Regions from separate parts of the Rattus norvegicus genome. Here region 1 is linked to region 2. A link is a contact called in public Hi-C data. All regions are on one chromosome and are shown on one strand. Each heading gives the region's core, a stretch centred on a gene start, on an enhancer-like site or on the middle of the called end of the contact. The rest is flanking DNA. Distances are from core to core; before and after follow the strand shown.

Region 1 (2,700 bases), core at 169-2,668, 140 kb after region 2:
CCACCACTTCGGAGACAGAGGCAACAGTGTCAGGAGTTCAAGGCCATGTGGGTTACATAATGAACCTAAGTTACATGAGACCTCATCTCAACCAAACAACCCCCTCCATCAAAAAGAAGCCAAAGTGGACCCTGATCCCAAAACGGCCTGGGAGTGACAGGCCAAAATGAAAGGGAAGGGAGTCTAGAAGTAATCCAGACATGCCCCTCCTCAGTCAGCGTTGTACAGTTCAGAGGTCAGGGGATGAGGCTCAAAACAGAGTGATGACTTAACAGGATGAAGACCCTGGCCTGGATTCCATCTCCGAGTGCATGAAAATCATCACTGTCATCTGTCTCAGTTGATAAGACAACCCTGTGACCACAGCTGTGATCTTCCTAAATCACAAGTTCAAAGTCGGCCCGAGAATGCTTTTAGATATTTTTTTTTAATCCATTCTACTAGCTAGCACTGAGACAGGTTGCTCCTGTACCTTGGCTATTTGAGAGAAAAGTGACTTTTTTCAGTCAGTCAGGCCAACTCAAAAGAAAACAAAGCAGGAAAAAGAAAAAAAAGACTCCATCTCACCACTGTGCTGATCTTCCTTTTCCCATCCGTGGCCCTTAACAGACACTTGTTTTCTGCGGGCTCGAGGCCCTCCACGGAACTCTTCCGTGGGATTGGTTTAGTGCGACCATCATCTGTGTTTAAAAAACAAAACAAAACAAAACAAAACAAAACAAAACACCCGAGTAAACACCATCACCACAGACCACAGGAGTTACTTCTGGTTCAAAGTGAAAATCTGAACATCGTAAGGAAGGGTTCCCACCATCACTCCCATAAATTCACCACACCCGCTATCTCTTTCGATATGGTCAAAACTAGGAGCAACGACTTGATAAACACTGGGAGCCTCACTAATGGAGCAGGGGTAGGGCTGCCTGACAGAACGTGGACGTCTGACACACTTAGGGCCCCCGTGAGCGGGCGGCCCGCACCGCACCAGCCACACTTCCTAGCCCTGCCGCGGCTGTGAGCCCAGGAGGTGGCCGATGCGGAGAGGCCAGAGGCCGGGCTGCCCCCTCCCTGCCATGCCCCGGCGCGGCCCGGGAAGCTGCTTACACTTCTTCAGGGTGATGAACACGCTGCCCGATGACCGGCACTTCTGGAAGAGCCTGGTCAGCTCCGTCAGGAACTGCAACACAACACGCCCCGTTAGGCAGTCTCCAGTCCTCGCCCCGCCGCGTCACGGCCCAGGCCCGCCCGCAAAGGGAGAAACGCTACCCGAGCTGACCCCATTGGCTCGAGTCCATGGCCCTCAGGGGCCGCCGGTACCTGCTCGCTCTCGAGCAACACCATCCTGGTCTCCGCAGGTTCCGACTCCGTCAGCAGAAGCCTTCTGAGGTTCAACCGGAAGTCTCGCTTGTGGTGGGCGGAACTTCCGCTTTTGTTGCCAGTCTTCCGTCAATCCTTACCTAGCTCCGGTTGCCTTGCGCCTGCGCGTTCGTCACCCCCTCCCACTTCTTTCCAAGATGAGGAATGACACTTTAGGTAGTTGGACTGCCTTGACAAGATTCACCCTAGGCTGTAGGAGGGAATGAGAGCAAAAGAATGACTGGATAGAAATATAAAGTCACCCATGAGTCCACTGCCTCACTTTCCTCATTTTTAAGGTGAAGTACCCCTTTCACAATATGGCCGGGAAGAGCAGATATATTTATATTGAAATACAGAATACAGTCTGGTAAATAAGAAGTGCTAACTAAGCTTTAGCCATTTGTCTTAATCGCTATTCTTTTGCTGTGAAGAGATACCATGACCAAGACAACTCATAAACAAAAGCATATACCTGGGGGCTTGCTTCCACTTTCAAAGATTAGTGTGTTATCGTTGAAGGGACTCAATTTTGGCAAGTATTACTTTGGCAGACATTGACCTTCTATTCCCTCTGCCTTGCTAAAAAAAAATTCCTAAAGCTAGCCACCAAGGGCTGTTCCCTTATTTGGTCATTTCCTTCTCCTGAGGCTGACTACCAAGGTCCAGATATCAAAGTATTGAAGTCCAGCAATCAAAGCCCCCTATGGCTCGCCTAATTCACATGCCTATTAAAATTAAACACCTCATCCTAATACTAAGTTTTCCGTTTTACCTTTATAAAGTGCCACTGGGACTTGTCAGTCTACCTTGTACAGAGAGGCAGTCTTTTGTTCTATTCCAAAACAAATACCCCTCCTCCTCTCCCTTGTTTGCTTCCCCTTCTCCCACATCTTCTATCTCCTCTCTCTCCCTCTGTCTGTCCGTCTCTCTCTCTCTGGTTTGCTTGGTTGGGTTATTTGGTTTTTGTTTTGGTTTATTTGTTTGAAACAGGGTTTTTCTGGATAACCTTGGCTGTCCTGGAACTCACTCTGTACACCAGGCTGGCCTCAAACTCACAGAGATCTGCCTGCCTCTGCCTCACAAGTGCTGGGATTAAAGGTATATGCCACTATCGCCCACTGTCTTTGTCTTTTATTCCCTGATGGGGCAAATAAATTTCCCTTGTACTGAGAACTTGGTCTCGGGGGTCCTGGGCCGATATCTTGGCTGCATGCAGGCAGACATGGTGAGGGAGAACTAATTCAGAGCTCTATATCCTGATACTTAGGCAGAGAGGCTCAGAGCCAGGCATTTTGAAAGCTCAAAACCTGTCCCCAGTGACACACCTCCTCCAACATGCCT
Region 2 (2,700 bases), core at 92-2,591:
GTCATGCCAACTTGTTGGCTCCTGCCTTGACCGACTTTGGGTGTGATCCTCCCTCACACAGAGCAGTAAACAGTGTAGATGATGACGTCACTGTGTTAAACACTGCCTGGTGCAGCAACCTTTGGCGAGATTTTATGCCCCAGTGTCCTGTAGTTCCAACAAAGAAAGCACAGAAGACGGGAATCTCTCCATAGCAAAAATGTCTAACTCCAACTACAACATCGCACACTATAATTACACACACCTAGTAATACGTGCACATACATTATATTATATATTAATTAACATTATACACACACACACACACACACACATATATATATATATATATATATATATATATATATATATATTATTCCACTTAAGTAATAGCTTCTGAAAGGTACATTTGACTCTGGGTCAGAAAAACAACAGATCAAAATAATGAAGGTTAATCTGTTACATAAACCAAACTCCAGAGTTTGAGGAAGTTACGCAAAGATGACATTAAGGAAGGGCCAAGACTTGTAACGTCATAGTCCGCCCATCCCTCACATAACTGCAAGGCAAACTGCCCACCCTTAGGATCCAACTTCCAGGCAGGAAAGTCAAAGACCAAAGGCAGCTCTCAGCTTAGTCCACCCCTCCCGCCTTACAGCACATCAGGGCTTTATTCAGGGGCACCTGCATTTACGCTTGTTGCTGGCACTGCTGCCCCTATCTGCAAAGGAGTCTGGGGGATATTTTCATCTGGGCACTTTGTTGATAAAGGCAGAGGCAGGACCCTTTAGGAAAGAAAGGAGAAGAGGGATACCTCAAAGGCTGCCACACTAATAGTGACATTACCAGTTTTGCGTAAGTCCTAGGAATCAGAACCCCACGGACTCAAACCTCAGGACTCAAACCTCAGACTGTCTGCTCATGTCAGCAGTTGTTTTGCTTCCAAGAAATTGCTTTAAACTCCCCCATCCTTTAACCCTGTATTATCCTTCTTGTAATAAAATGCCCCGACAATGGCAATTTAAGAGAGGAAGCGTTTGTTTGGGCTCAGAGTTCAATGGTAGATTCCAGCACGGCAAGCGGGTTGCTATGGGTCACATTGCAACAGCAGTCAGGAGGGAAAGAGCGATGCGTGTCTGTGCTCAGCTCAGCTCCTGCCTTTTCAAAAGTCCAGAACCCAAACTCCTGGGTTGGTGTCACCAGCCTCAGGTAACCTAATATGCATAATCCCTCCTGAGCATGCTCAGAGACATCCTAGAGATTCTAGATCCGGTCAAATCAACAACAGAAACTCTCACGACAATCAAACCTATTCTTTACGAGTGACTCAGACCACCCCCTTCCCCTAACTGGAGTGACCAGACAATCTGAAATGCCATGTAGCTGAAGTCAGAGGTTCTGCGACTCATTGGTGGCTTCCTTTGGGAGAACAAAGCACTGCCCTTTTTCTGCAAGTTCCTCAGTAAGAATCGTGTGGGTGCTCTTTTTGAAAGCCAAAATGGTTTTCAAAGCATATCAGGTTAAGAAAGGATTAAAAAAACAGAATAGGAATTCAAAATATATACAAACCCAGCCCCACCTCTACGAGCCAGGGCAGCTTTCCACACATTAATTAATTGAATCATTTGTGTGTCTCCAAAGTAAATGAGAGACAAATCTTCCAATTAATTAAGTGTGGCACATTTATCACAGGACTTGATAATTACAGCACACCTGCCCTCACAGGCACTGAGGGCAATCCCCTGGCTTAGATTAATTCAGCCACACAGGGACCCTCTTTTAATAGGAGATGGCTCACTGTTGTAGAACAAAATGCAGACAGGAAAACATGGTCTCAGGTTGAGTGACAGTTCTTAGCAAACCCCCTGCTTCCTCAGAAGAACACAACACATACATGTCTTCAGAAATGGGAATGTTAGGTTTTGTCTGGCCAAGAACTGTGGGACTCAGCAGAGAATTTACAAAGATTCTTCCCTCCTGTTGGGATGGCAGGTCAAGGAGAAGCAGATCCTCACCTGAAAGTGAGGATCAGGGAACTCCCTCCAGCCTGACATGTGTGCTATTAGCCCGCATCTACTGCCCCCATCTTGACTTTCAGAAATGACAACACTGAACCCAAACAAGGCCACCATGCTGTTTTTCCCTCAAGGGCACACCAAGGCCAGCTGAAGAAACCACACTTGGCACACAAACACTGGAGTGACAAGAAAGGAGTCACAGGGACAGAAAATGTTTATTTATCCTGATCATTTTTGTCCGTTCTTATGCAAATGCCCGAGTCTCTTAAAATAATACACTTCAACAACTAAAAACAAAATAATTACCTCTATTTTCATCTGTAATGACAAACAGACCAAGCCTGCTATCTGCTAAATTTCACATCACAGAGATGCTTGGGAAGGGGTTTTATCCTACTGCCCACTAAGATTGTATGGCCATTCTAACTTCAGTAGAAAAGTTGGCTTACAGCGATCATTCTCAGTCTGTCCTGGTGGAATATAGCTTGTGACCCTGGAGAAGTCTAAAGAATTCCTAAAATTTTAAGAGTCTACACCAGTGGTCCTCGAACCCTGTGATGCCTATGAATCCCCTGTGAAACTTATTTGAGACGCACTTTGGAGAGCTTCATAGGTGGTTGCAGACACAATAATTTATATTGAATAGTCAGAGGATTCACAGGCAATTTCTGAGGGGGTCCTTGTCCCAGAAAGGGGCCTTCAT

What was found. Hi-C and Micro-C count contacts between places; a contact is called where the count stands out from the background.
Region 1: a contact with region 2 is called in a Hi-C map of the A7r5 cell line, with 2.5 times the contacts expected there. The contact joins the promoter of Srp14 here to the enhancer-like site in region 2. A contact is called at or near these places in 4 of 12 Hi-C or Micro-C datasets (the A7r5 cell line, the Rat2 cell line, Schwann cells and 1 more).

Annotation. Positions count from the first base shown.
Region 1 is chr3:125,898,401-125,901,100 of GRCr8, forward strand. It overlaps Srp14 (signal recognition particle 14), which reads right to left and starts at 1,419. Exons shown (of 5, transcript NM_001106497.1): 1 at 1,318-1,419; 2 at 1,105-1,177; 3 at 568-680. The coding sequence starts at 1,341.
Region 2 is chr3:125,759,225-125,761,924 of GRCr8, forward strand. All of the region lies in intron 1 of Gpr176 (G protein-coupled receptor 176), which reads right to left. Among named protein-coding and RNA genes, the nearest start is that of Gpr176, 31 kb to the right of the region's middle. Within about 2 kb of position 1,342, at least 11 of the 93 cell types and tissues checked have an H3K27ac peak or open chromatin away from gene starts, as enhancers often do. A contact at or near this core is called in the A7r5 cell line and liver, where this site is marked.